Linked DNA regions of Sus scrofa: region 2 is linked to region 1. A link is a contact called in public Hi-C data. All regions are on one chromosome and are shown on one strand. Each heading gives the region's core, a stretch centred on a gene start, on an enhancer-like site or on the middle of the called end of the contact. The rest is flanking DNA. Distances are from core to core; before and after follow the strand shown.

Region 1 (4,679 bases), core at 1,405-3,904:
TCCTATTCTTACAGAAGTTTATCTTCTTTCTTGACCCATCTGTCCCCCACCCAAATTTCTACCAGATCTCTGCCACTCATTCCCATGGTTGTACAACCAGTCCTGACATGACCAATAACTTCACCATCCCTGGAAGTTTTTTTGTTTTTTTTTTTTTTTCAATTTTTTATGGCCACACCTGTGGCACATGGAGGTTCCCAGGCTAGGGGTCTAATTGGAGCTTCAGCCTCTGGCTTACACCACAGCCACAGCAACACCAGATCTGAGCCATTTCTGCAACCTATACCACAGCTCACAGCAACGCCAAATCCTTAACCCACTGAGCAAGGCCAAGGATCGAACTTGAAACCTCATGGCTCCTAGTGGGATTCATTTCCGCTGTGCCAAGACAGGACCTCCTTCTATTTTTAATATTTTGACTCCAAAAATTATTTTTACCCCAAAAGGAAAACTCATATACTCATTTCTCACATTACCCAGCTAGATTCCATGGTCCATTATGATAACCACTCCTCTGCGCAGTATCCTTCCGTCATAACCATCTGGCAAAACACCAATTCTAATTAAGCCCAATATTCTGTCATCTGCCCTTGATCCCACAGAGCTGAAGAAAAACAGCTGGGGGAAAATACAGCCATGCTGACCAGTATTTATAATTTTTCACAAACTTCAAATGAGCTGCCTGGAAATCTCATTTCCCTAGTCCCTCACTCTCCTAATCTTCCAGGTGGCTATTTTGCTCCTTCTTTCTCTTCAAATCCCCTATCTTCACCAATAACTGATAAGCCCATTTCTATTTCATCAAAAAAATTAAAGCAATCAAGAATAACTTACACACCATAGCTACCTATCTGCCTACATTTGTGCCCACATATTCCACCTTCCTTCCTGTTACTAATGATGCCCCTAATAAAGTGTTCCCCCATCCCTCCGCACTATCTCTACCACTGCTATCTTGGTCTAAGCCAAGAATTATAATATTCTCCTTATTACTCTGCCCACTTCCACCCTTATCTCAGGTCTTTTTTGGTGGCACCAACAGGATGCAGAATTCCTGGCCCAGGGATCAAACTTCAGTCACAGCAGTGACAACACCAAATCCTTAACTGCTAGGCCACCAGGGAACTCCCCTTAAGTCTTTTCTTAGCATGGCAGCCAAAATGATTCTTTTAAACTTTAATAAAATTATATTTTAATTCCTTTACATTTAAAATGCCACTCTTCTGTAAAGGCAAGTCCACAAAATGGCCTAAACTAAAAACTGCCCATCTTCATCCCTGATTCTTCTGGGTAGTCTCTTCCACTCCAGCCACACCCCTCTCCTTGTGTTCCCGGAACACACCAGACATGTTTCCCCTAAAGATCTGCACTTGCTCTCTTTGCCTGAAATGGCTTCTCAGATACCTGAGTGGCCTGATCCTTCATCTCCTTCAGGTCTCTGCTCAAATTTCTCCTTATCTCTTGACCATCTAAAATTACAATGGCACCTACTTCCAAATTTATTTAGCTCCCTAATACTTAACACTAACAAACTCTATGTTATTTGCTTATATTGTCTGTTTTCCCTTTCTAGAATAGGGTCAAATAGTGTCACTAGAAGAGTGTCAAAAATTCAAGATCTGGAGTTAACTGAATTTTTAACTTTTCAGAAAAAAAAAAAAGATACACTGAAAGTTTCAGATTGTCTAGTTGCAATACTCCAAACTAATCCATTTACCACCTCTGAAAATAATGTGAGGTGTTCTGTCATTGTCAGTGATATATTTGGCTCTGTCCTGCTGCTTTACAACTTCTCCTACAATCACCACCTTGCATTGTAGATGATTTTGTTTTCAGAACCATCTTCCGAGGTTGACAAGAAGGCTAGGAGACCAAGAGATAAAAAACAGATTCAGAGTCAAGTGAAGCTCACAGTTAACTCCCTGCTCAGAGCTATTTCCAGGACCCCCGTAGCCTGTGAGGCCTTGCAAGGAGAAAGACCCGATCTGCACCCTAAAGGAATTTGGATTCCAGGAATGACAAACAGAAAGACACAAGGAAAGAAATACTTGGGGAATCCTCCGGAAAGGAGAAAGGAGTGAAGCAGCCTGGTTTCCTCCCAGGCTCACTAGAAAATGGAATTGGGGTTGGCAGAGTTACCGACCGAAAGCCAGCAGGGCACTTCAGACCTGCCCCCCAAGAATGACGCGGCGATGCTGGGCGCAGAGATCTGAGCCGCCCGCACGCCTGTTTCTGCCTCTGAGGGTGGTCGTACCGCTCGCGCGGGTTGATCCTCAACGCGGGCAGCGCGCGCCTGCGAAGCATCACGTGCTTCGGAAACGGGGCCCGCGCGGGGCCGGTGGTGGACGGAGCGGGAGCGGGAGCGGGAGCGGAAGCCCTCCCTCGGGCCCGCCCCTTGCGGCCCGCTGCGGGCTGAGCGACGTGGATGTGGGAAAGGCAGTGAGGGCCGAGACGGCCGTTACCGGGTAGAGGTAGAGCACCGCTCCCACCAACGCCAGCAGGAAGGTAACCGCGAAGATCGCGAAGTCCAACATGGTTCCTCCGCCCGGGAGCCACGTCTCGGTTTCCCGGCCCGAACAGCAGCGCCTCAGCCTGGCCAGACCCGAGGAATGGGAGGAGGGCCCGCCGGACGTGCGAACGCCAGGGCCGCTGAGGGCGTGGCCCGCAGGGCCTGGCGAGGAGGCCACTGGGCGCCCGGGAGCGGCCCGGGGGCCGGAGCCACGCCCAGGGGCGGAGTTCCAGTGGGCACGACTCCAGGACACGCCCACGACCTCGGGAAGGGGTTGCTTGGGGAAGGGGAACCTCCGCTTCTAGAAAACGTTAGGACTTCTCGTCACCCTTCCACGACCAGCACTTTAAGGTTTAAGAATTTAAGGTTGATTAAAACCACTAAACCCGTCGTTCTCATACTGGGGTCCCTGGACCACCAGTGGCAGCATCACTGGGGAACTTGTAAAAATGCAGATTCTCCATCCCATCACAGACCTAGAGAATCGGACACTGCGGGAGGGAGAGGGGTACAGCAATCTGTGGTTTAATACCGCTATTAAACGCATTGAGAACCACTGACCTAAGCCAAACTGATGGAAACGTCTTAGAGTCAAACACGATTAAGTTAGATATTTTATATTTTATGAAAAGTATTTAGCACAGCTCCTATGTTTACAGAATTGCCAGTTAGATAAACTGTGTAAGACGGTTAAATAGAAAAAAGACATTCAGAGACATTTTCTTCCATGTTATTTGAATGTGTTTTTTCTGGTGGGCGTGTCAAAAAGTTTCACTGTTTTTTTAGATCAAAAAACAAATGACGGGAGTTCCCGTCGTGGCTCAATGGTTAACGAATCCGACTAGGAACCATGAGGTTGCAGGTTCGATCCCTGGCCTTGCTCAGTGGGTTAAGGATCTGGCATTGCCATGAGCTGTGGTGTAGGCTGCAGACTCGGCTCGGATCCCCGCGTTGCTGTGGCTCTGGCGTAGGCTGGCAGCTACAGCTCCGATTAGACCCCTAGCCTGGGAACCTCCATATGTCGCGGGTATGGCCCAAGAAATGGCAAAAAGACAAAAAAAAAAAAAAAAAATGACGAATAGTGCAATATCTTTTGCAAACAACAGCAAAAATCCTAGGCTATTTTCTAGAGCATAAAAATATCCTAGGATCCCTCTTCTGTCTCAAGGGACTCCAAGTTTTGACATGGATAACATAACTCAAGGCCTGCTACTTACTGGTGTCCACTTAGTGGAAATGTCCTAAAAGTATTAATAGATTTTATAGATTTAATTTAGATTATAGATTTTATAGATTTAAAGTCACACGGAGGCAGCAGTTCAGCAAGAGAAATCATTACAGATTTCATTTTGCAGTTTTGTGTGTGTTTGTGTGTGTCATTTTTTACTGCTCCCCTGGCACATAGAAGTTTCTGGACCATGGATGGAATCATTGCCACAGCAGTGACAATGCCAGATCCTTAACCCACTAAGTCACCAGGGAACTCCTGAAGGTTGCATTTTAGAACTTCTATGGTAAATGACTTATTACATAAACATGGAACATATCTCCTTTTTTGGCTTTTTAGGGCTGCATCCACCCCATATGGAAGTTCCCAGTCTAGGGGTCGAATTGGAGCTGCAGCTGCTGGCCTACACCACAACCACAGCAACACCAGATCCGAGCCAAGTCTGTAACCTACACCACAGCTCATGGCAACGCCAGATCTTTGCATGAGTCCAGGGATCTAACCCTTGTTCACATGGATACTAGTCAGATTCGTTTCCACTGAGCCACAACAGGAACTCCCAAAAGTTCATTTTTAAGTCTCCTGTTCTGAATTTTAAAGGCACATTTCCCATCGGAATCATGTTTCAAGTAGATTTTCAAGACAGTGAACATTAAGAGTTCCCGTTTCGGCTCAGTAGTTAACGAACCTGACTAGTAACCACGAGGTTGTAGGTTCAATCCCTGGCCGGTTAAGGAGCTGGTGTTGCTGTGAGCTATGATATAGGTTGCAGATGCGGCTTGGATCCCGGGTTGCTGTGGCTGTGGCATAGGCCAGTGGCTACAGCTCCAATTAGACCCCTAGCCTGGGAACCTCCATATGCCATGGGTGCGGCCCTAAAATAAGACAAAAAAAAAAAAAAAAGGGAATGAACATCAGATTTTTAAATGTGTAACACAGTTG
Region 2 (4,679 bases), core at 1,421-3,920, 390 kb before region 1:
CACACTCCCTGCCCCCATGTCTCCCACACAGCAACCAAAATAGAAGCCTGGGCATGTCCCTCCTCTGCTCAAAACTCTCCAGTGGATTCCTCTCACAGTGATCTGCAAGGACCAACATGATTCTCCCCAAACCCTTCATCTTATCAAGTACCAGTGCCATCTTGTCTCACTCTGATACAGTCACAGTGGTCTTCTTATTGCTATTGAGCTTGCCGATCATTCTGCCACCTCGGTCAGGTTCATTGCCTTTGATGTTCTTCATCCTGGAACAGAGTTGCCACACCCATATGGCTCACCAGTTCTCTGTTCAAACTTCACCTTGTCAGCTGTCCTTCCCTACCTGCCCATTAGGAATTAGCACTGGTGGCTCCTTCTCACCCTGTGACTCTCTATTCCTCCCCATTTGCCATGTCATATATTTATTTGTATACTTGTTTATTATTTGGCTCCCCCACTAAAATTTAAGATCAGTGACAATGGGAACATATCTGTCTTATTTGCTATTTTATTCCCGGAGCCTAGGATTTAGATTTGGTATGTGGTAGACTATCAACAAATGTTTGAACCAGGTAGTTTTATCCCAACCACACTGCATGTAAGCATTAGGCACAGGCTAACTCCGAAATATGTTGGGTTTTATTTATCCCTTCCCCTTCTGGCCCATTTCTCAAAACTACTCAGACTTACATTTGCTAATCATACTAAGAAAGTTGAGGAATGAATTCTGCAGTATTTGGGATCAACTTCAAACATATGCTTTAAAAAAAAAAAGAAAGAAAGAAAGTTTCCCATCCAAATTCCTAAATTCATGTGCATATGAATAAAATAAACCTGCCTAATCACCTTCAAATCACTTGGGTAGCTTTGAACATAGAGTGATAATGCCACAAGCTTCTCTAAATGCATGCCAGGCACTTGCCAACTGGATCCTTCCTTTAATACCCAACAACTGACAACTTTGAAGTATACATATTTAATATTTTCCACATATCCACATCTAAATAATCAAACTATAAAATCCACTGGAATTCTTGATTAATTATCCAGACTTTACCAAGCTACGTCATGTCTAAGTGCTCCCCACCCCCGCCCAAGCAGCCAACCCTGAATGTCACTAACATGAAAAGCATTGTCACCCACCCAGAGAAGCCTAAATATTTGCTTTAATCTGCTAGGGGAGGGCCATTTGGGCAGTTCCCTCAGATGCATTTCTCTTTTCTCCATCTGCTCTTCCTTTTATCCTGATTTACCTTGCAAGTACATAAGGCAATGGTTTTCAAACTGGATGCTATGGCACCCCAGAATCTGAACACTTTACCAAATTTTGAAAAAAAATCATATCTGCTGCCACTGAGTACACATACTGTTACTGAGATGCCAGGATTCATCTTGCAAAGAGTAATAGCAGGACCAGCCACAAAGAAAGACGGTATATTTTCTGAAACATGTAAACAGTTTGTTCCACAAACATATCAGACATCAAGTTCAGGGCAGTAAACAGCTGTCCTTGAACCTAGACAGAGCACCGAAAAGCAATCACACAAGCTGTGCTCTGCTCTAGTTATTTTTATGGACACCATGAGATCGGTTTTATCATACTTGAGATGGTGGCATAGTTTTGATTCTTTGAAGCCCTTCATTTGTGTTTCCAACAATTCCAGCACTTGAAAGTATGCTACAAACACAGAAGATTGAGAACCTTCAATACAACAGAAGGCTTTATACTTTTGTAAAAGACCTGGGGATACATACAGATTTGGGTTATCTATGATTATCTGATTTTGGTTATGTGAACCTACTCCTTCAGAGGAAATATGAAATTAAGCGAACGCTTTAATTTAAGGACAGATTCTGCATCCCAGAGGCAATTTTCAGAAATAAAGTCAAAGTAAATTAGACCAACCCTAAATCTAACATCTCCATCAGAAGACATTATATGATCCTAGATACTCTCTTTATTGCAGCTTGTGCTCTGCGACATAACTATCTCTCAGGATGCCAAAAAGAGGAGACTGTGAACATCAGAGAGCTCAAAATTTCCCAAAGTGTTCCTCTTCCCTCTGTTTTCCATCTTCCAACTAAATCGTATTGGCAGCCCTTTTCTCCCCTGAAGGTTTGTGTCTGAACCTGATACAGGGCTGGGGCCTCTTTTGGAGTAAGCTTTTGCTTCAATAAGTTGTATCACAGAAATAAATGTGAGAGCTTCCCGTCCCTGCCAATCATATCCATTCAAAATAATAGCACTTGCCAGGACCGGAGGTTGTGGGGAGGGAAGAAAGAGGAGAGCAGGGAGGAGGTAATGTCAGGAATTGTTCCCTTGCAGCTGGTATTGCTCAGTAACAACTGTTCCTGCAAAACAAAAGATCACTTCAGAAAGCCAGACAGACAGAGGCCAACAGAAAGAGATCATTATAATCACATGTTAGAATCAAACAGCTTGAATTACTTTGTTCAAGCCTCTTTAAGTTTCCTCGCTGTTTCATATAAACGTAACAATTCGACATACTCTACTATAAATACTATAGCATCAATATAATGACAAAGAAATCATCCTTCCAAACATCTACCAATTAACAGGTTTCTTTTCTGCTTAGCTTCCTCCATCCTGGGGAGAAAAGATTAAAGATGTTCTAACACAGGGAGGCAGTGTAGCACAGTGGTGAAGAGCACAGGCTTGTCCCCAGAGCAGGATACTGTCCCAGCTTTGCTTCTTATCTGTGTGACCTTGGGCAAGTTTCTCAACCTCTCCAAAGGCTTAGTTTTCTCCATTGCTAAATGAAGATTGAAACTCATCTCCTTGATGGGATTGTGAGAATTAAGAGAAATTGCATGTGAAACACTGAGCACAGCACCTGATCCCCTAAAGACCATGTAGTAAGTGTTTGTTGTTTGGAGTCAATAAATAGGTGAAGAAACAAATACGTCATTTTCCCCTTTGGACTTCTCATTTTCTATCCTCATCCCACCCCCAATCTAAGCCAAAAAGAGGGAAGTCTTTGGAAGTAGTTGTGGCACGCTTGTCAGGTCAGATTGCCAAAGGAGAATGTGATGTCTAATTGGCTGGTCTTAGCTTTGCTGTTGGATCAAAGACCTGCTCCACAGCTGTCCTTCCCTCACCCTTCTCATATGTCCCCTCCCGTCACACAGCAGCCACTGGGCCTGTCCATGTGGGAGATGACTATTACGTGCCAGCAGTTAGGTAGGTCCCGTTCAGGAAGTAAGAATTACCCAACTTTTATGTAGAGACAGTGTCCTGGGGCAAAGTCACAGTGATAACAAGGAGACAGGTGTTGGGGGTGGGGTAGGAAAGAGGCTTTTTTTTGTCGGGGGAGGGGGGGAGTATCTTTTTTTTCTTAATAGACAAATATGTGAAGTGTTCCTAGCTTTAGATCTTAGCTTTTTCCTTAAGATGTTTACTTAACTGTCTATAACTTCTTCAACACAACATCAAGACTGACCACATCCCACATAATCAGAAAAAGACAAGGGAACACTCCTTAGGTCTATGTGAACGATGGAACCAAGGAGGAATTTTACAATTATAGGTTTCCTCTGACGAAAGAACCAAAAGGTCCTCTGCACACCAAACTCATTTCATGACCGCTTTGGCCTCAGAAGAAGTGGGTGGCACAGTCACTTTCAGTGGTTTATGGGCTATTCCAATGTCCGCATCAGGGAAAAGAAATCTGGTCACGTGCAAAACCCCAACTGCTGATTCGAATGAGTTGCTGTGACAATGTTTTAAAAAATGCTTCCTAAAGGAATACAGCATGCACCCACGTGAAGGTATTTGCCTGTGTCAGAAGTTGCAGAAGTGCTAAGTGACACTGAGCTCAGCTGGCCTAAAGCCAAGTGAAGTATTTCACCCTGAAGGAAATTATAGTGCTGTCATTGTGTTGTAATCAGCCTCTATAAAATGAAGCATTGTGTTTCTGCTGAGTCGTGAGCAGAAAAAAATGATGCAGGATCTGGCTTCCTTAGGGGAAGAGGGAGAGTGTATCTCTGCATCCACAGAAGAGGATATTCCATTTGGTCTCCTGAAGTATATATTTTGCTCATCTTTTTTTTTTTTTTTTTAATTCTGCCTTTTCAAAGGGAGTTGTCTCTGACCCAAAATTGCAACACTCACTATGTGCAGAAGATGTTGCCATCTTTGTTGCCACTGATTTATAGAAGAGCACTCATTGTTTACACCCATCTTAATATACAAGAAATTTAGGTGGAGGGAAGAAAGTCTTGAAAATATGACACATGCTGAATTTTTCTCAGCTGTCTCCAGCAGCAGAAACCAGGCCAACACTTTAATGAAGAGGCCCACGAGGCGTTTCCACATTTTAAAGCCTCAGCAGTTAAATGGAAAATTAGCTCAGGCATATATGCTCAAGTATAGTAACTAGGCAAGCCTGCTGAAAACCAAAGGTTGTCATTACAACAGGTCATTTGCTGGTTAGGAAAGAACAAAGATCACGATAGTTCAACTCTAACATTAAAAAAAAAAAAAAATTCCCAGTAGTTGGATAATGTGGTACTTTAGGCAAGAGACCTAATAAAATACTCTCTGGTTATTCCTACATGGCCCAATCCTATTCTTCTCTTATTTCAATACTCTGAGCACCTCTTTCAGTTTTGAAAATAAAACCCCCAATTTTTATCTACAGACATGTGACAGACTGATTTTG

What was found. A called contact is a pair of places that touch in the nucleus more often than the background predicts.
Region 2: a Hi-C map of retroperitoneal adipose tissue shows a contact between it and region 1, with 2.0 times the contacts expected there. The contact joins the enhancer-like site here to the promoter of CYP20A1 in region 1. A contact is called at or near these places in 4 of 47 Hi-C or Micro-C datasets (embryonic fibroblasts, heart right ventricle, liver and 1 more).

The regions. Positions count from the first base shown.
Region 1 is chr15:106,694,697-106,699,375 of Sscrofa11.1, reverse strand. It overlaps CYP20A1 (cytochrome P450, family 20, subfamily A, polypeptide 1), which reads right to left and starts at 2,654. Exons shown (of 13, transcript NM_001315809.1): 1 at 2,463-2,654. The coding sequence starts at 2,534.
Region 2 is chr15:107,086,017-107,090,695 of Sscrofa11.1, reverse strand. No RefSeq gene overlaps it. Among named protein-coding and RNA genes, the nearest start is that of CD28, 40 kb to the left of the region's middle. Within about 2 kb of position 2,670, at least 29 of the 83 cell types and tissues checked have an H3K27ac peak or open chromatin away from gene starts, as enhancers often do. A contact at or near this core is called in liver and retroperitoneal adipose tissue, where this site is marked.